Regions from separate parts of the Mus musculus genome. Here all the other regions are linked to region 5. The links are chromatin contacts, called in public ChIA-PET, HiChIP or PLAC-seq and promoter capture Hi-C maps. All regions are on one chromosome and are shown on one strand. Each heading gives the region's core, a stretch centred on a gene start, on an enhancer-like site or on the middle of the called end of the contact. The rest is flanking DNA. Distances are from core to core; before and after follow the strand shown.

The links. ChIA-PET counts read pairs in DNA pulled down with a chosen protein or histone mark. HiChIP or PLAC-seq counts read pairs in DNA pulled down with a chosen protein or histone mark. Capture Hi-C pulls out chosen DNA fragments and counts their contacts.
Region 1: an H3K27ac HiChIP or PLAC-seq map of embryonic stem cells shows a contact between it and region 5, with 5 read pairs. The contact joins the promoter of Cwc25 here to the promoter of Mrpl45 in region 5. A contact is called at or near these places in 1 of 39 promoter capture datasets (liver), 1 of 484 Hi-C or Micro-C datasets (CD4 T cells) and 3 of 115 datasets of contacts at active chromatin or transcription factors (embryonic stem cells, pancreatic cancer cells and stem cell-derived neural progenitor cells).
Region 2: a contact with region 5 is called in a FOXA1 HiChIP or PLAC-seq map of pancreatic cancer cells. The contact joins the promoter of Pip4k2b here to the promoter of Mrpl45 in region 5. A contact is called at or near these places in 2 of 39 promoter capture datasets (liver and pre-B cells), 1 of 484 Hi-C or Micro-C datasets (embryonic stem cells) and 2 of 115 datasets of contacts at active chromatin or transcription factors (embryonic stem cells and pancreatic cancer cells).
Region 3: an RNA polymerase II ChIA-PET map of memory CD8 T cells shows a contact between it and region 5, with 11 read pairs. The contact joins the promoter of Pnpo here to the promoter of Mrpl45 in region 5. A contact is called at or near these places in 1 of 39 promoter capture datasets (stem cell-derived epiblast-like cells), 2 of 484 Hi-C or Micro-C datasets (B cells and embryonic stem cells) and 1 of 115 datasets of contacts at active chromatin or transcription factors (memory CD8 T cells).
Region 4: a contact with region 5 is called in a promoter capture Hi-C map of adipose tissue. The contact joins the promoter of Sp2 here to the promoter of Mrpl45 in region 5. A contact is called at or near these places in 7 of 39 promoter capture datasets (the 3T3-L1 cell line, 3T3-L1-derived adipocytes, cranial neural crest and 3 more), 4 of 484 Hi-C or Micro-C datasets (Sertoli cells, embryonic stem cells and uterus), 6 of 115 datasets of contacts at active chromatin or transcription factors (the SCID.adh cell line, bone marrow-derived macrophages, embryonic limb bud and 3 more) and 1 of 9 other capture datasets (adipose tissue).
Region 6: a contact with region 5 is called in an H3K4me3 HiChIP or PLAC-seq map of embryonic stem cells, with 10 read pairs. The contact joins the promoter of Nfe2l1 here to the promoter of Mrpl45 in region 5. A contact is called at or near these places in 2 of 39 promoter capture datasets (the 3T3-L1 cell line and pre-B cells) and 3 of 115 datasets of contacts at active chromatin or transcription factors (embryonic stem cells, memory CD8 T cells and pancreatic cancer cells).
Region 7: a FOXA1 HiChIP or PLAC-seq map of pancreatic cancer cells shows a contact between it and region 5. The contact joins the promoter of Cdk5rap3 here to the promoter of Mrpl45 in region 5. A contact is called at or near these places in 2 of 484 Hi-C or Micro-C datasets (embryonic stem cells and muscle stem cells) and 1 of 115 datasets of contacts at active chromatin or transcription factors (pancreatic cancer cells).

Annotation. Positions count from the first base shown.
Region 1 is chr11:97,765,275-97,767,974 of GRCm38.p6, reverse strand. Cwc25 (CWC25 spliceosome-associated protein) reads left to right here and starts at 1,362. Exons shown (of 10, transcript NM_026186.4): 1 at 1,362-1,550. The coding sequence starts at 1,533.
Region 2 is chr11:97,743,454-97,746,153 of GRCm38.p6, reverse strand. Pip4k2b (phosphatidylinositol-5-phosphate 4-kinase, type II, beta) reads left to right here and starts at 1,450. Exons shown (of 10, transcript NM_054051.1): 1 at 1,450-1,708. The coding sequence starts at 1,550. Cwc25 (CWC25 spliceosome-associated protein) reads left to right here. Exons shown (of 10, transcript NM_026186.4): 10 at 1-684. It overlaps Mir8102 (microRNA 8102), which reads right to left and starts at 1,257; the gene lies at 1,119-1,257.
Region 3 is chr11:96,942,692-96,945,391 of GRCm38.p6, reverse strand. Pnpo (pyridoxine 5'-phosphate oxidase) reads left to right here and starts at 1,373. Exons shown (of 7, transcript NM_134021.2): 1 at 1,373-1,661. The coding sequence starts at 1,524. It overlaps D030028A08Rik (RIKEN cDNA D030028A08 gene), which reads right to left and starts at 1,246. Exons shown (of 6, transcript NR_003293.3): 1 at 1,178-1,246; 2 at 299-547.
Region 4 is chr11:96,976,252-96,978,951 of GRCm38.p6, reverse strand. It overlaps Sp2 (Sp2 transcription factor), which reads left to right and starts at 1,264. Exons shown (of 7, transcript NM_001080964.2): 1 at 1,264-1,331. The coding sequence starts at 1,325.
Region 5 is chr11:97,314,383-97,317,082 of GRCm38.p6, reverse strand. Mrpl45 (mitochondrial ribosomal protein L45) reads right to left here and starts at 1,367. Exons shown (of 8, transcript NM_025927.4): 1 at 1,144-1,367; 2 at 159-336. The coding sequence starts at 1,209.
Region 6 is chr11:96,828,651-96,831,350 of GRCm38.p6, reverse strand. Nfe2l1 (nuclear factor, erythroid derived 2,-like 1) reads left to right here and starts at 1,383. Exons shown (of 5, transcript NM_008686.3): 1 at 1,383-1,532.
Region 7 is chr11:96,915,148-96,917,847 of GRCm38.p6, reverse strand. Cdk5rap3 (CDK5 regulatory subunit associated protein 3) reads left to right here and starts at 1,334. Exons shown (of 14, transcript NM_030248.2): 1 at 1,334-1,464; 2 at 1,652-1,697. The coding sequence starts at 1,459.

The sequences.
Region 1 (2,700 bases), core at 113-2,612, 450 kb before region 5:
GTGTCCTGGAACTTACTTTGTAGACCAAGCTGGCCTCAAACTCAGAAATCCACCTGCCTCTGCCTCCCGAGTGCTGGAATTAAAGGCATGTGCCACCACGACCAGCTCGGAGCCAGTGTTCTTAATGGCTGAGCCATCACTCCAGTTCTTTAATTCTAACAACTCAAAAATAAAAACACAAGGGCTGGCGAGATGGCTTGGTGGGTAAGACAACTGACTGCTCTTCAAAAGGTCCTGGTGGCCGGGGGTGGGTGTGGGGGGGTGGGTGGTGGCACACGCCTTTAATCCCAGCACTCAGGAGGCAGAGGCAGGCAGATTTCTGAGTTCGAGGCCAGCCTGGTCTACAGAGTGAGTTCCAGGACAGCCAGGGCTACACAGAGAAACCCTGTCTCTGAAAAACCAAAATAAAAAAGGTCCTGGTGACTCACAAACTCATCCATAATGAGAACTGATACCCTCTTCTGTTGTGTCTAAAGACAGCAACAATGTACTTATTTATATATAAATCTTTTCTTCTTCTTCTTCTTTTCTTTTCTTTCTTTCTTTCTTTCTTTCTTTTTTTTTTTTTTTTTTTTGAGACAAGGTTTCTCTGTGTAGCTCTGACTGTCCTTGGAACTCACTCTGTAGACCAGGCTGGCCTTGAACTCAGAAATCTGCCTGCCTCTGCCTCCCAAGTGCTGGGACCAAAGGCGTGTGCCACTACTGACAGGCCCATAAATAAATCTTAAAAAATAAAAATAAAGACACAAGCTGGCTATAGTTTAGCAAGTCTGTAATTCCAGCATTCTGGTGACAGAAGCAAGTGGTATAGATCTGAGTTCAAGGCCAGCCTGATCTACACTGTCCCCAGATAGCCAGGGTTTTACATAGAAAGACACTGTCTAGGAAACAAAAATAAATAAAATAATAAAAATAGGTATTTCCAGACCAGAATGATCTCAAACTTTGTGCCAGAGCTGGCCAGTTTCCATCTACCAAGCGTGGGAGATGACTGGGGGTGTGCCATGACATCTGGCTTTTGGGATTTTGTTTGATAGCATCTATTTCTATAAAACATGCCGGGAATGAGGGAGCTGGCCGAAAAGCTGGTTTGGAAACCCTGGTGTAGCGGTGAGATGGGGAGGCGGCCTAAGTTGGCAGATACTGAGGTCTTACACTGTCTCGCTTCTACGGCAGAGCCCTGATGCGTTGCCAAGGCAACAGAACCCGCCTATGGCTTTTCAACAGTTGGGGCCAGGGGCTTACGTGAGGCAACCAAAAAGAGGCCACCAAAACTGACGGAGGGTAGAAAGTACTTGCGACTCTAGGTTCACGTAGACTTAGCGCTCATACCAAACGTCATCGAGCCGAGACGCTGACGCAGTCATATGACACCACCCCGGAAGTGCGAGCTAGAGCGGGCGGGGAAAAGGGCAGCTGGTTCCTGTAGGGATTAGGTCCCGAGAGGCCGTCTCTGAACTGTTTCCCTAGGTTTCCTCTCTGCCTTCGCTGAATCTTTCAGGTCCACAGACTGAAGAACCGTCTCCACCATCATGGGAGGCGGAGACCTGGTAAGTGCTAGAGGCCTGGGCAGCGACGACTGAGCCCGAGACCCACAGGCGCCGGGGTGGGGTGAAAGTCGGGGGTAGCAGTCGGTAACCCTGGTAATGAAGTCTTGATTTCAGCACAAGGGGGTGATAAACATGGAGAGGGAGCGGATGGTGAAGCCCACAGAGGGACTGAGATGAGCCTCGGGAAGATGTGCGGCGAGGAATGTTTGCTGTTGTCAGGATTTGCTGATTCGGGGGCTTCCCGGGGGCTCCCAGGAAGTCTAAGGTTAGGGAAGGGACAGTTGAACTCATGGTATGGAAGGAGGTAGATCTTGGGCACGTAGACTTTATTTTGTGTATGTTATCTTCGGACATAGCCTCCCCTGCTCCCCCTTTTTTAGCTAGGAGTTCACAGTTGTATCCTGGACCTGGACTGTTGAAAGGGTGGGCTTCAGTCATTTCCCATCCTGAGCTGTGCCGTTTAGAGGCGTCCATTTCAAATCTTTTCCATCTTTGTTTCCTTCCTTACATCAGTGTTTTGCTTTGATGTGTAGTGAGGAGGCAGCTTTCTTCGGTATCGGTAACACTTTTTTTTTTTTTATGTTAAGTGGCAATTGCTCTTAAGTCCTGTAGTTCGTTTGTGGGGAAGGAATGCCTTAAATAAGGCAGAAATATCCAAGAAGCAGAGAGCTAGATTAGGACACTATTGATCTTCTCAAAGTGAAGGTAATTGAATCAATAAGTACATCAGTTTGGGTATCTGTCCACTAAGCTGAATTTGCCGGGTGTCCTTAATTGGATCAAGTTGCAGGGCTCCATCAAAGTTAGTCTAGTTTAGTATGTGCTTCATGTAACTGTCTATTATGGACAGTGCATTAGTTTACTTCTGTAATAAAACCAAGATCAAAAGCAACTGTCGGAGGAGAAGGCTTCTTGCATCTTACAGGTTATAGCCCATCATTAAGGCAGCTCAAGTTGTAACCCAGAGGCAGGAACTGAAGTAGAAACCATGGAGGGATGCTGCTTACTGGCTTGCTTCTCTTGCCTTACTCAGCTTCCCTTGTTTACACAGGTAGACCACCTACCTAGGGATGGCTCCACCCACAGTGGGCTGGGCCTTCCTCTCTCAGGTCATACTCAAGAACACACACTCACAGACATTCCCACAATC
Region 2 (2,700 bases), core at 201-2,700, 430 kb before region 5:
CTCATTTGTTTGACCAGGGAACTTCTAGGTGCTTTTTAAACAGACGACAGATTCACCCTAGCGGTAGCTGACCTTAAACTGTAGATCTCCTGTTTTAGTCTCTGGAGCTGTGATTACAGACCATCTGGCCCTCAGAGGTGCTCTTAATTCATATATTAAGCCATTTCGTTGTTCTACCAGTTCCTAATTTCTCCTAAAATATGTTTGGATTTAAGCACTAAAATTCCAGTCACTGTAATTATTGTTGTTGTTACTTTTTGAGACAGGGTTTCTCAGTATAGATAGCCCTGGCTGTCCTGGAACTCACTCTGTAGACCAGGCTGGCCTTGAACTCAGAAATCTGCCTGCCTCTGCCTCCCAAGTGCTGGGATTAAAGGCATGCGCCACCACGACCGGCTGGCACTGTAATTCTTAAAACTCAGTTTCTCCCCAGACAATATAACATTATTCATTTAATCATCTCATCCTTCTGCCCTATGTTATAGTTAATTATGGCTTTTATTTTATTACTTGGTAATAAAGGCTACATTTATTTTTGTAACTGTGTAGAGCGATCTACCACGTGCCTGGTACTGAGTCTTGATATCCCAAGTGTTGACCTGTGATTTGTGTCGGATACAGAGACCCTTCGACCAAGTGGAATTACATAATAAACCATGGGCAGTTTATTCGAGATTTCTTGGAGCAAGAATGAAAGGATTATTACAATACGCGTCTACAGATGCTAGTGGTGTCTAAACTTGACCATCGGGATAGAGGAGGCTAGGCGGCAGGTGGGTGGGCGCGCGGCCCATTCATAAAACCTAGGATTCCCGGCCTGCTCCTCTGATTGGCCCCCGGGAAAGGGGGCGTACCTTGCGGGTGGAGCGAGCCGTCGGCCCAGGGGAGTGGGAAGATCCACGCTTGGGTGGAGCGAGGGGGCGGTCCCTGGTTTTCTAGGCAGGACTTCCTTTCCCCTTTGCCGCGTTACTCCTCTGTCCCCCGGGGTGGAGATGGTATGTTCCAGCTTCTTCTCATGCCGGCCCCTCTTCCCCTCCCGAAGCGGCGGCGCTGCCGCCATTTTAGTACTTCATGTGGAGGCAAAGTCAAAGCCCGGCCTTGAGGGTGTCCGAGTAGGGAGCCCTTCTTGCCGAGTGCCTCGAGGCTGTCCATCCCCAGTCTTCCTCGTTCCCCCGCGTGAAGCCGGCTGGGTTCCCTTCAGGCCGGGAGAGGAGGAGTGGGCGGGGCAGCTGCAAGCGCCCGGGGACGGGCGGTACCATTCCGACGGGGAGGGGAGAGCCGGGATCCAGTGGGCGGTGCCGCCCGGGGGCGGGGTGAGGATCAGGCTGGCCTGCTCCCCGGGGCGGGGCGGGGCGGGGCGGGCCGGCGCAGCGAGGGCGGGGCGTGGGGCGGACGGAACCACCGGGGCGGGGTGGGGAGGTAACGGGACGGGCGCGACCATGGCTCGGTGAGGCAGCGGGGGTGGGGATCGGTTCGGGGGAGGCCTGGGGCCGCTCGCTGGTGCGCTGTCTCCGCCGCCCCCCCTTTCGCCGCCGCCGCCGCCCCGGGCATGTCGTCCAACTGCACCAGCACCACGGCGGTGGCGGTGGCGCCGCTCAGCGCCAGCAAAACCAAGACCAAGAAGAAGCATTTCGTGTGCCAGAAAGTGAAGCTATTCCGGGCCAGCGAGCCGATTCTCAGCGTCCTGATGTGGGGGGTGAACCACACGGTAACCAGCTTCCCCGTGCGCGCCCCCACTCCCTCCGGCCTCGCCACGCTCGCCCCGCGGGTGACGCCTGCAACCCTTCCGCCGAGCCACTTGCATGCCCGCCCACCCGTGCACGCTGTCCGGCCGGGCGTGCACTCCCCGTTCGCCACGCGAGGCCTGGTGTCCCCGTGCTATGCCGTCGTCGTTTCCCCTTCGCTCCAGCCCCTCTGGCTTCTTGTGTCCGTATGCTGGCTCCGTGCAACCCCGGAGCTTCCGAGGGAAGGCCTGGGTGCTGCAACGACGCTGCTTCTACCCTCAGCGTGTTTGTTGCATGGCTATTCCGCTTGTCTCTTATAGCTGGCTACCACATCATTGCTCAGTTGACAGGGCAAGTGGGACTGGCTTGCCTGAATGTTCCTGTTTGTGGTCCTTTGGGTGGTATGGCTGCTCAAAGTTTCCCATCTTCTAGGCCTCCTTACCCCTGACTGTGGACATCCTCTCTGGGTTTCCTTTTTTTCTTCTTCTTCTTCATGAAGACGTATCAACTGGAGAAGCAGAGACTTCTCCAAACCACAGACACTTGACTTGTGTTCCCATGGATGAAGGATAAGTGCGAGCACAAGGCCCGAGGGAGTGTAGACTTGGTTATGGAAATAATGTATCTTCCTCGTTCTTCTGTGATGTTTCAAAGCCATTGACTTCTCGTATGGTTTTCCAGGGTGTGATAATGGTGATTACTGTCTCAGATGAGTGGTCCTTTGGGTCCTGGGTGCTTTGGGATGGTGCAGCAGCCTCTGCCAAGAAGTTGGATGTGGCCGACGTTAGCTGGTTGGCTCTGTTTATGTGCTGTTTGTTTGGGATCTGCTCTCTTTCGGTGGCTTGCTCTCTGCCTTCTCACCGTTTCTTTGTGAGTCCCTACACTGAGAGCAAACAGAGGAAGTGAAAAGACCTGAGGTGCTGACTCCACCAGCCACAAGTTTAGAATGGGGGTGGGTGGGGGGAGGATAACGGGT
Region 3 (2,700 bases), core at 124-2,623, 370 kb after region 5:
TATAAGGGATGCTGATGACTAACTACTACAGTCCACTGCAAGAGCCAGACGACTCTCCCCATCCTGCTCATGGGAGAAAACGACAATGCACCAAAAATTCTAGGCTAGCCTCACGTTTACTATGTAGCCAAGGCTGGCCTTAGTCTAAGTGCTGAGACAACCGGCAGGCATGCACCACTTTTCTCAGCAAGCTTCCTTCCTCTTGCTTCTGTGCAGCAGATTGCGCTGGCTCAAGCTGTAGACAGAGGATAATGAGTTCCCACTGCAGACACCAAGGCAGGCCAAGAAGGTCTCTTACCTGGCACAGTGCTGGGTGCCTGTCTACATGGCTCTTGGGGCTCCCACTCCGGATACTGGTAGACACCAGGGCTACAGAGTCATCTTCCACCACGGGCTGCCCCAGGCAGATCAAAGCTGGAAGAAGCGTTGTGAGGATTTCCTACTTCTCTCTCAGCCAGACATCCACCACGTGAAGTCAGCGTGCAGGCGCCGCACCTGTTCCCTGTATCCTTGGCTGGCTATTGCCAAAAACTATGCCTCCCACTACCTAGAAAGGAACAACAAAGAAATAAAAACAGCAACAACAACAAGAAGAAATATGAAAAGGAGGAAATAACCAAGTTGAAAGAGGTTTAGGAAAGGGACAGCCCTTCCATCTGTTAGAGCAGTGGCTAGTAGTAACTCCACTGCATTGGGTATAGGATGCCCTGAGCCCAGCCCAACCCTTAGGAAAGGGTTACAAGTTAGAAGGGAAGACCATTCTGCTCTGGGGTAGCCTGATTCCAATTTCTGTCTTCTTTCTATTCAGCTGACTCCCTTCTCGCCTCAGAGTCTCCTTCCTGACCCCAGAGTGCTTCCCCAGTCCCCAGAGTATCAGCCCACCACCACGACCCTCAGCACCTGCCCTGCGGTTTACAAGGCAGTTTCAGTCTCTCCTTACTCTCAAGCCACAATCTTCTCCCTCAGTCTCTCCCTGTGTCCCTAACACCTTTGCTTCCGAGTCCGGCCCCCAAACCATGTTTTCTTGCCCAGTCTTCCAACCTCCGCTGCGCCAGGAGGGGATCCCTGCCCTACGTTCTTCTTCAGTAGCCCGCCACTGGCCGGCCACTTACTGCGGACCTCTCCTCTCCAGCCCCGAGACTTCGCCCCGCCCTCGCCTTGGCTGCTGTCCCTATACCTTTAACAAACCTCCACGTGCTTCTTAAACGGCGGTGACAGCATTTCCTTGTCTCTCTGCTCCCGCCCCTGGAGGCGCTGCCCATTGGCTGCTGGGTTCCTTCATTCCCGCTCTAATTGGTCTCGCTCCAGGTAACTCAAACCAATAAGCTCTCCAGGTATGGATCCCTGCTCTGGTCCTGGACAGCTATTGGTTGATCCTAGGCACCTTGGTTCCGAGAACTTAGGACTTACTAGCTTGTCTGGGGCTCTAGTAAATTCTTCCTTCCCAGGCTAGACACACAGGCTGAGCAATTGGTTCCGAACCCAGGGCCAGGCGACGCTGGGTCACGTGGCCGACTGCTTACATGACGTGCGGGCTGCTGAGCGTCACTGTGACGTTCAGGAGACCTGCGAAGTGGACGGGCTACCTCCGTCACCTGTGCTGTCGGGGTGCAGTCATGGACCTGGGACCAATGCGCAAGAGTTACCGCGGGGATCGAGAGGTGCTGCCGCTGCCGCCGGGACACGGAAAGGGGGTGTCCCTAAATTAGCAAAGGGTTGGAGGAGCGCCTTGTGCTTTCAGGGGCCACTTACAAGGCAACGGGATTTAGGGGTCACCCTGATGGGAGAAGAGGGTTTCAGAGACAGCTACTGGGGAGGGCCTCAGGGGAACCGTGGATTAACGTGTACTCATAGACCCCTTGACATCAGAACCCACCTGTGTTGGAACCCAGCCCTTTTCTGACTGTCTCGCTGTGGACAATTTATGCTCTTTGGGCCTCAGTTTATCCACCTGTAAAGTGGTGATACCTACTTCACAAGGATGCTGTGGGTTTGGGGGTTTTCTCATTTTTTACATTTTTATACATTTAGAGTGTACATGTGTTTATACATGTATGACAGGCGACAACTTTCAGGAGTTTTTTGGTTTTTGTTTTTGTTTTTTTTTTTTTCCCACCATGTCGTAGGTCACCAGGAATGAACTCAGGTTGTCAGGTTTCGTGGTAGATGTCTTTACCAGTCTATATTTAGGCATTTGTAAAATGCTTAAAACAGTCATAAACGTGATATAAATTTATAAAGGAGCGGAAGCTGGGCTTGTAGCTGAGTGTTGTGGAGTCTTGCCTGGTGTGTATGAGGGTTCTGGGTTCCACCTTTGGCACCAAATGAACTAGGCACAGTGGATCCAGAGTTCAGGGTCCGGCTACACAGTGAGTTCAAGGCTAACCTGGAAGCTCTTCGTTTTAACCTCCCTCATCATGATCTTCTCCCCACTCAGGTCAGGGACCAAGAGATCAGTTCTGGGATTGGGATCCAGAGCTACAGTGGCCAAGTGTGCTTATCCGTGAACATCTGCAGGAGTGCTTGACTGAGATGTAGGCTCTTGTGAAACCTTAGAACTACTTCATGAAAAAGAATGAGGTGACCCACAGGAACTTCAGCACACTCCAGCCCTGGTTCATCCCTTCCTCCTTAGGAGACTCAGGGACTTACTGGGCCGTTTTATGCCTGTTTCACCATCTGTAAATGGACATAGAACCT
Region 4 (2,700 bases), core at 15-2,514, 340 kb after region 5:
AGTGTTGGGGACTTGATCCTCAGCAAATAAGACCCCAGCAGGGATGTATGTGTCTCATCTACCTGCGATCAATGTCTCTCAAATGTTGATTTGGGAAGCTTTGTTACATGTTCTTATAAGTTAATTTACTGGATGTAAAACATTTTTTTCTCACTGTGGGTTAAAACAACAAAACAAAACCAACCAGGAAGGGTGGTACTATGAGGTGGATGTGTGAGTGCTCTGGCTTCAACAAGAGTCTAAGGGTCCACTGCAGATGGGGTGTGGGGTTTCCTACCCACGCAGGTCTCAAGCCAGCGTGAATTCCCTCTGAGTGCTACGTACAGCTTGCCTAAGTTAGTCGTTCGCAGAGGGCCTGGAAGAGAAAGCTAAACCTACCTGTGGTGCCTGTCAAGCACGGCCCCTCATACAGGAGGAGATGAAGCAGAGACCAAGCAGGGTCGCTAGGATGCCAGCGTGCAATTCTGCCCACCTGAGGCGCAGGCTAAAATGCAGATTCTAGGCACACACACCCCGCCCCCCGGGAAATAGCAAATGTAACTAGGGACGACCCTAGGGATCTGCTTTTGATAAAGGCTCAAACACGCCTGTCTGAAGCTGAGAGGATCAGGGAAGCTCTGCGAAACATTGGTGAAGATTAACAGGGGCTTGAGATGACATAATGACAATTCCCTCTAGGAAGTGCCAGGTAACCCAACTCCTGCCAGGTCGTCGACTCTCGAGAGGCGATGGATGGCGGGCGAGGGCCTGAGGTGAAGGCGATGCGCTCACTGGGGGCCGGGCACCGCGTATCCGACAGCTACACTTGAGACTCACCATGCCAGACTGTATTGAGAGATGTATAAGCTCTTTACGGGGCATTTCACAGTAGCACTTCTGATTGGCTTTAGGGCAGATCTATCACTTATCTGCTGGGTTAGAGGTGGGTGGAAGGTCAATTACGACCAATACAAAAACACTTCTCGGCTAAGCCCCTCCTCACCCAGCTTCCTGTTGCTGTCCATCAACCTCCTAGCAGGCGGGACTTTGCCTCCCGCCAGTTGGCTAAAGGATACGTCGTTCATTCCCCCGTTGATTTCCGGTTGGCGACTCCTACCGTCTATCAATGACACTTCACAGTTCTATTGGCCAGACCAACGTCACTCTAGATGCTTCCCAATGATTGGTTGAAAATGCTGTCGGTCCCCAATGTACCAAGCGTTCATTGGTAAAAGCTGCCGTCGCTCGGGCGGTGGCGGGCTCCGGGATTGGCGGGTGCTAGGCGGGCGGTGTCAGGCTCTCGGTGGCGGCGGAGGCGGCGGAGGCCAGGGAGGAAGATGTCGTAATGAGCGGTGGGTCCTGGCGTCTGCCGGCGGCGTCTTCCCGGCCCTCAAGGGTCGGGAAGACGGACAGAGGCCTCGGGGAGGGGAGGCCGGAACCGGGGGTGCCCCCCTGGGACTGGGACTGGCGCCGGGGCCCGGCTACGGGAGGGGCGGGGGAGGAAGGATTCCCGCCCGGAGGAGGAGCGCGGCTGGCCGGCCGGGCGGAGGCACCCGGAAGGGGGCGTTAGACTCCCCGCCCCTCGGAGCCCCGGGCGGGAGGGCGGCGCTTCCGGGGCTGGCAGGCGGCGGGGGCAGCAGGGCGAGCCTGATAACCCCCTTCGCCCCCTCAGCTTGGGTCGCGCCGGGCCTTCAGCCTGCGCCCGAGTTTGCTCCACGCAGGCGGCCGACGCCCCCTCGGGCTCGTCCTGTGGGCAGCCCAGGCTTGGGACCCAGGTGGTGCCAGTCAGATGGGCCCTGCTGGTCTGAACTGCAGCCTGCTGGCCGGGCCACCGCAGTCCCAGAGGGTGGCAGGATTGGAGGGAACGCCCTAGGCAGATGACTGCTGAACGAAAAACCGACTTTTAATGTTTATACCTGGATCCTTGAGCCTGCGGCTAGTATCTGCAAGCTCTTGGAATTTTAGAAGTTTGGAGAACTTGTGGACAGAGCTCCCAGGCTATGGCCCGATGCCCCTTGCGGGGGGTGGGGGGGTTGGGCAAAAATGCACTGGAATTCCAAAAAAGCGTAGGCGCTATCGCTCGTAACAGATGACCTAAGAAATAAAATAGATGCTTTTCTTCATCCGCGTTGCTGGCTTAAGGGTGCTCAGAATCTTCCCTTCCTTCTTAGGTTTCTTTCCCAGTGCCTTATTCTAGTTTTAGTAGAAAAGGAACTGTCTTTTGCGCTGGGCGACTGAGAAACCTGTCCTCTCTACATTCCTTGGTTTTGATTCTAATAGCCTGTCATGTTTAATCGTTTCATAACTAACATGATCCAGGGGGACTCTGTTTGGTTTTTTCTCCTGAACTTTCCCCATTTTTAGGAGGTTACAGGATTATTACATATCAAAATAAAAGTTTGGGCCTGTAGAGGCCTGTCAACGAGGAGAGAGGCAGACCATAGCCAGTGGTCTGTGAGCCAGGAATTGGCCCAAGGGTCCCCTTTATACAGATTTCATTGTAGAAAGGCGATTAACTTTTCAGTGTGTACTGGCAGGAACAGGCTACAGCTGTTCCATGCTGTGCCCTAGAAGGCCCTTGGCATTACAGAGGACAAAACCCTGAGTTGAGACACCCCCCCCCCACCCCCCTGTGGTGATGAAGGTTGAATCCACAAATGTTGGACAAGCACCTCTACGGCTGAGCTGTCTTGGAGGGCTAGAAAGGTTAGGGTGAGCCAG
Region 5 (2,700 bases), core at 118-2,617:
CTTAGTACTTCTGGAAGAGCAGTCAGTACTCTTACCCGCTAAGTCATATCTCCAGCCCCACTTAGTGGTTAATTTATTGCTATCAATCAGAGTCTAAAGCATACACCAGACCTCTGACAATAGAGAACTGAACCAGGATCCCAGAAATAGTTCCTTACCTGTACAGGCCAAATGTATAGGGCGCTCCAACCGTTCCTGTGGAATGACCAATCCCGCTTTCCTGGCATACTCCAAAAACTCCTTCTCTGTTTTGTACTTGGGTTCAGGAGTTGGGGGTCTAAAACGGCTTTTGGTTTTAACTTGAACTACAGTTGTGGACTGAGTCACCAGAATGGGCTGGGAGATGAAAAAAAAAAGTTAGCGTATAGGTGATTTGGAAAGGATAAATCTATCTTGAGCAAACTGTTTGCAAAGTCTTATAGAAAGACATCCCATTAAAGAATGCTTCAGGAGTTATGAAATGACTATTATGGAGAAACGATATTACTTTTTGAACACCTAGGGATGGCTTTTGCCACAAGCCAATTAATAACCTGTATTCACATCAATCAACAGTAAAAACTTTCCTTTAATACATTCTGCAGTACTACTGTATACAGAGATGATTAAAGCAGAGGTCCTAGTGCCAAAGAACTTTCAGTTTAATTGTAAACCTCACTTAACCCATTTCTGAAAAGAGTGGAATGCTATTACTAAAGCATTAAACAAGATCTCCCTGGCATTTCCCCCACACTTCTGTTTTGCTTTTTCAGAAGCAAATTGCTTCTAGCTCCTAACTGACCAATAAACTTTTACGAAGTCAGGTGACCTTTTCCCTCTAGGATAAGACAAAACTCCTATCCTTTTCAAAAAAAAATTTTTTAAGAATGTAAAAGAGCTGGTTCATCTTCCAAGCCATTACTTTCCTTTTTAACATCTTCTCTCCAAAGACTAGAATTAACGTAAAGAAGCTTAATGCTCAGCCTCGTCTAGGCTGTCTAGAGAGACTTGTCTAGAGGGGATCGCATACACCTCAAATTCTTCTCCAGATGAAGTCTGACTCGTATGGTCCAAACTCAGCAACGCCCACAGCATGATTATTCCCCTCTACTCTATCCTCCTCTTTGTGTCCCTAAAAATTTCATTCGCTTCATTTCTACCCACCTGCCGAGACCACCATCCCAAAGTCCTGTATAAGGAGGACAAGCCCCGAGGTACGGGGGCCGCCATTTTGCTCGCGCAAAGGCCGCCGGGATGCTAGCCTAGCCGCAGATCACCGAGCCGGAGAAAAGGCGCAGAGGGCGGAGCGAGCTGGGGAGTGGAATTTTCCAGGGCGCGCGCCCCAGGCCGAAAGGTGAGTCGCGCGCACGCGCACGCTCTCCAGGGGAGGGGCGCGCGGGCACGCGCAGTGGGTTCGCGCGTGCGCAATGAAACCACTTTGGAAGTAGGGTAAACCGCACGGCTGTCACGCGCCAGTCGGAGACGGGGAGAGCCAGCTGCGCCTGCGCAGGAGGCTTCTGTGGGACTCTGGTTGCTGCATTCCTGGTTCCTTAACACATTGTTACACCTTATTTACAATCGGTGAAAAAAACGAAAAAGTGCTTCCCTCTGAAATCAGAAGCCTTTAAGATAAGTGTTTTCTTTCATTACAAGGAATTCACTGGAGGTATTTAGGGCGAAAATGATAGTTTCTGGGTGTGTTTCTGACCTCAAAATGCAGTATAACCTTAAACCTTTAACCAACCTAGTTTTCTATGTGAAAATTCTTTCATACCTTTCCGTTAGGGAAGCTGACCGCTGTGATTACTGAAAAGCAAAAGGCACGTGGGTTAACAAGAATCTGTCATTTCCCAAAACATATCATTTCCAAAAATACCACTTACCAAATTTGGTAATAACTGGTATTTCAAAATTGTTTACTAGGCGCCTGGCAATTTAAGCATTTTACATATATCAACTTAATCCTCACCACAAGCAATAAATATTCCTGCTTTTACATATATGGTTGGGCCAGAGATACTAAATATGTAATTCAAATTTAAACAAATAATTGGCAGAACTGAGAGTCAGGTACATAGAGTTTAACAACTCCAAAATCGCTTCACATTCAGTGGTTAAAGGAATCCCAGTGTGATAACCAGGTCATCCTGGAGCCACACAGACTATGTAACACATCCTAACCCATGTCTGCCTGGCCTCTGCTCAGTTTCTCGGCTACTGCAAGCTAATTCCCTATCAGTACCTAATATGATTTGGTTCACTCTGAGATGGATTCTTAGGTGGTCACTGTTACTTTTGATTAGCTGTTTTGGAAAATTTGAGGCATGGTGGCGCACCCCTTTAGTCCCAGCACTCGGGAGGCAGAGACAGGCAGATTTCTGAGTTCGAGGCCAGCCTGGTCTACAAAGAGAGTTCCAGGACAGCCAGGGCTACACAGAGAAAACCCTCCCTCAGAAAAATACAAACAAACAAAAACTAAAAAAGAAAATAGAAACTATAGAGATGGCTCAGGTGTTAAGAGTCCTTGCTGGGCTGGTGAGATGGCTCAGTGGGTAAGAGCACCCGACTGCTCTTCTGAAGGTCAGGAGTTCAAATCCCAGCAACCACATGGTGGCTCACAACCATCCGTAACAAGATCTGACTCCCTTTTCTGGAGTGTCTGAGGACAGCTACAGTGTACTTACATTAAATAAATAAATCTTAAAAAAAAAAAAAAAAAAG
Region 6 (2,700 bases), core at 134-2,633, 490 kb after region 5:
CCCAACAATTAATACACAAATGTCTAGTTTTCATAAATTTTGTATTCTAGTAATTTATTGGGACACACTAAAAAACGATGAAGTAAAAACAGTCTTTGAAAGTGTTAACTAGCTCAAAATAATTTGTTTCCATTTAAAAAGGTATGTGGTAGCTTAATAATTTTTGTAAGAATCAGTTGAATTCTTGGTGCATATTATATCTGTGAAACGTACTTTACATTCTGAGAACCCCTCCATATTGGTGCTAACTCTCCTAGCACAGCGTGAAGTGAACTTATCTGCTGCATTATCAGTTGGCCTTGTCCTTAATTGCACAAGGACAGCGAATAATGAACTGTCAACTAGATTATGGCCTCTTAAAAGGAGACAAGAACTCAGTTGGCATCTCACCTCTGTCCCACAGCTACACAGTACAAACTTCAATACAATGATTTCCTACATGTGGTCTTCGGACCAGCTGTATCAGAATTACTTATAGGGAACGTTATCAGGCCCCTACCACAGGGTCACTGAACAAGAATCTCACAAAGGCTTTGTAATTTGGAATCTAATAAATGATGTTGAGAGCACACTTATATTTGAGTCACAAAAAATGTTTTGGTACTATAGTTGTATGGGGAACTCTGGCAACGATGGAACGTTCCTGAAAAGCAAAAACTAAGCTGTGTGCGAGGTTAGAGGAAGGGGAGGGGCTCTTCCCGGTGTTTCTTTGATGGCAAAAACGAGTTACTATGTCCTATCTATCACACTACCAACATTTCTCTAAGGCCCTCGTCTGCCCCGCAGTTTCCACGACCTGACTGTTGCCTGGGCTACAAGATGCCACCCTTCCTGCCTGACGAACAGGTTACACCAGGCTCTAAGGCAGACAGGGGGTACCGGTTTCCGTTGCCAGGACTCAAGATGGCGACACGAACGTCGCGACCATCAGAGCCACATGCTCCGTACTCCGCCTCGGCCCCCCCCTCGGATCTCACTGGACTTTTACAAGTCACCGTGGGGACCCTCAAGGACGGAATCTCGGGCTCCGGCGTCAATGCTCCATTATCTGCCTTAAAGGACCGCATTCCTAGGCACACAATGAGCTAGAATCACCTAACTTACAACACCGCCCACCTCCAACCCGCAGCGGAGAGGTTCAGAATGCCGGACACTAGGGCCTTCGCCTCACTCATTGGTGGGTCCATACCGGGGGGCGGGCCTGCACACTCATTGGACTTCTCTCCACGTCAGTCTCGGGAGGACTGTGCCGAGTGGGCAGACACAAACTCGACTATTGGGTTTTCTTTGCTGTCAATCAAAGTGACATCCGGTGACGACTCTAGTCCCGGCTATCTGATTGGACCAACTGTTTCTGGGGTGGCCGTGGCGGGCGGGTTTCCGAGTGCAGTGGAAGGAGGGGGCGGGGAGGGAAGCCGAGGCTGGGCGCTCCAGGCCGGCCGGAGGTGGCGGCGACGGCGGCGGTGGCGAGGCCGGGACTTGGGCTGAGGGCCTGCTGTGGCGGCAGCGACAGACTGTGACCTCAGCAGCGGGTACCTGCTCTAATTCCCTTCCCCAACGAGATAGCCGCGGTGCAACAGGGCCGAAAGCTTGTGGGATAAGGGGCGGCGAGATGTGGTTGAGGAGCAGGAGGCGGGACCCGGGAGGCCGAGAGGGGTCTTGATCGGGCTCGGGCCCTGGACACGGCCGGAAAGAAACGCGGGGCCGACCAGAAAGCGTGTTCCTGGGTGGGCTGGACTGAGAAGGGCCGAGGGCATGGGAGGGCGTGGTGAGGCTGGGCTCGCGAGCGGGGTGGGGCCTGGGGAACGGAGGGCGGGGTGAGGCTCGCTTTTAAGGGTGGGTCAAGGCCAGCAAAGTAGCACTTGTCGCTCCGTGTCCCAGAAAGCTTGGAGGCGCGTCGGCGAGAGTGGGCATGGCAGCTTGGTCTCATCCAGACTCGGGTACGGCAGGGTGGGACCGGACTGGGGCCGGAGCGCTCTCTCTTTGGCCTTGTGGGCTTTGAAGAACTTTGTCTGCTCTCTCAAACTTTAAGTGGCTCTTGGGAAGTTTTAGTAGTAAATTGCGCGAGGACGGGCGGGTTTCAAAAGCAGGGATGTTTACTCAACCGAATGAGGGTATTCGTGGGTGTGTGTGTCTCCTACGTGTCGCTCCCACTTCACCTTTAGAGCGAAGTTGATAGTGGGCCACAGTAGAGGAGTTTAGGAATTTAATGGAAGCTCAAAAGTAGAAATCAGAAATGGGAAGGCAAATTTACCTTCTCCCCACTTGGCAAGTGAGATCGAGAACTTGGCCATATCCTTCTGCTTTGGCTCAGAAGGTCATGTGAATAAAGCTAAAACCTGTGAATTCAAATTCCAGGTGGAGCACGGCTCCACAATCTTCCACTGTCCTCCTGTACCCTACCCTGTTCTTTTATTTTGCCATACTGGGGATTGGACCTAGGGCCTCTAACCAGGCACCCGTGATCTGTATCCTTGTCCTGGACATTCTTTTATTTTACTATTGAAACCAGGCTGGTCTTAAACCCCTGATCTTAACGTTTCAACGTTCTGAGTGGCCTGTGCTATTAGGCTGGTCTTTTATTTAAAAAAATAAATTAATTAATTAACGAATGAAAGAATGATAGGAAAGGGGAAATGAGATTTCAAAAGTTGGAATAACAAAAAGGCATATGAAATGGAGGCCTGAACATTTTCATGT
Region 7 (2,700 bases), core at 85-2,584, 400 kb after region 5:
CTTTGTAGACCAGGCTGAATTTGAACCCAGAAATCTGCCTGCCTCTGTCTCCCAAGCGCTGGGATTGAAGGCGTGTGCCGCCACTGCCCAGCTTGAGTGTCATGTTTGAGTCCTCCCTCCTCACCCATTTGGCCAATCTATTGCCAACGCCTGTCTGTTTTCCTCCTAAATTCTGCTTATCTCCTCCCTACAGCTTCTGACCTAGGTGAGGCCCAACCTCTCCCTTACAGCCTCCTAGTTGCTCTGGACACAGCCTTATTGCCCATTAGCCCATCCTCCTAACCAATATGTGTTATGTCCTTCCTTGTACCAAACCCTTCAGTGGTTCCTCTCTGTCTGCAGTGTGAAGTCCAAGTTCCTTAATGAGGGACTCTTTGTTACGATCCTTATATTTTTACAGCCTCCTCCCGGGTCACTGCCTTAAACCTTTTACTGTATAGAGGTGGGTCTGAGGTCAGCTATAGGTGGGAGACCTGTGTAGTGTCCTCTTGAGATCCCTCGTGAAACAAGGGACCTTGCACTTCACTTTGTCTTGGACCACGTATATTTTGCCGGTCTCCCCTGCTTGTCTTTCCCTGAACCACTCTTGCAGCTGTAGTTTTAAAGTTTGTGCAGTCTCTTCCATCAGAAACAGCCTTTCCACTCCACCAGGAACACCCGCCATCATCCTTCCTTCTGCAACTTTTTTTTTTTTTTTTTTTTTTTTTTTTGGCTTTTCGAGACAGGGTTTCTCTGTATAGCCCTGGCTGTCCTGGAACTCACTTTGTAGATCAGGCTGGCCTCGAACTCAGAAATCCGCCTGCCTCTGCCTCCCTGCTGGGATTAAAGGCGTGTGCCACCACGCAACTTTTTGTTTACTATTCAATGAGTGTTGCTTCCTCTCCCTTCCCTGTCCCAGTCGTCCAACAAGAATCGGGTGCTCAAAAATCGTATTTATCATAAATGGGAGGACAAAATGTGACGAGAGCCTCAAGAGACCTGTGACCTTCTATATGTGGTAAAGGGAGAAAATGGTGGGAAGAAAGTATTTTTTTTAACTACTTTCGAAACGCCATCGGGAAGGTGCTAGGACCTGTTCCGCGCATGTGTTCGTTCTCTAGCTGGGGGCTCCGCGCCAGGCTGATGAAAAAGCAGCCTAAAACGGCTCTTGGGTGCCCCCTACCGCCATCGTGCAAGTGTAACATCCCTTCCTGGAGATCACCCGGCCGGAGCCCGCCTCTCGCCTTCCATTGGCTGTCAGCTATTCTCCCGCCCCTCCGGTACTCAACCAATCAGAACATCGTGATGGGCGGGGCTTTCAGCAGAGGGGCGGAGCGTGGTCTTGGATTGGCTCCGCTGAAGACGGCGACGTGGCTGAAGGAGGCCGGTTTGTTTCGGAACTGAGGCTCAAGCACAGCCGCTCAGGATTGGTGCTAGGCTGGGCCGGGGTCTTTGGCCGGAAGCGGAAGTGGAGAAAGGATGCAGGTGTGGGGACCAGGGCTGGAGAAACTGGGTCTTCTCTGGGATTCCTGTCCTGCCTCCTCAAGTCCTCCCGTCCTCTGTCGGGTGCTCTGCCCCTGCAGGGTGGCGGTTGGACTCGTGGAATGAGCGCGCGCGAGGCGCATCGCCTTCCCGCGTTCACGCCCTCCCTCCCGGTCGTATTTCCCACCAGGACCATCAGCACGTGCCCATCGACATCCAGACCAGCAAGCTGCTCGGTAGGAGAGGGCGCCCCCGCGCGGTCGGCTCTCGGGGGAGGTCTGCTAGTTGCCCCCTGTCACCAACCAGCAGCCAGGAGCTGTGAAAGTCCCAGCTGAGGTGCTTTACTCCAGCGAACTGTTTGCTCTGCAAGGAAGGAAGCATGGAAAGTCTGTACTGGCTCCGTGTTTTCTACTTTTAACGTTTCTCACGTAGTATCAAATCGTATTCAGGCACACAGGACAAATGGATAGTGTTAAAGATGGACAGTTAAGCAAATGGCTGATCCATTTGAAACCTAAGTCTGTTTGGTTCTGTCTTCATGCATTTTGCATTATTTGGGGTGGGTAATCCTCTCCCATCTATTTAAAAAGTTTCTCTCCTTGGATTTAGGGAGAAGAGGGCCCTAAGACTCACATACAGACCTTTTATGCCAACCATGGTGGTTCACACTGGTAACCATAATACTTGGGAGGCCGAGGCAGGAGGATTGGTGGCAGTTCTCAGACAGCCTGGCTTGCATAGCAAGTACCAGCCTAGTACTCCCCGCCCCCCACCCCCACCCCCCCAAAAAACCTTTAGTCTTAGCACTCAGAAGGCAGAGGCAGGCCTTGGCCACATAGCAAGCACCAGGGCAGCCAGGACTACATGGAGAGACACTATTTCAAAAGAAAATGACAGAGAGACAAGAAGACCTTTTAGTGACCAGGCAGTCTCTGCATCTGGCTTACATCCCTCATTCTGTCACTTCTGGGGGTGTGTACAGCCCCTGGCCCTTGTGTTCACCAGATACGCCAGTCCACTGGTAACACGTCCTTAAGAGGGTGTTTGCCGACCTCAGCCCCTGGAGGAATTCTGGTGTCTGCTGTTTTCCTTTCTGACAACTTGAGAAGAACTCAGAGTCAGAATTTCTGATACTGTTGTTGCTTGAGAGAAATTAAGCGGTTGAAAGATTTGTTTTAAAGGAGAGGGAGTATTCAGTCCTTTGATGGACACTGGTGAGTCCTCCCAAGTGCCTGCCAG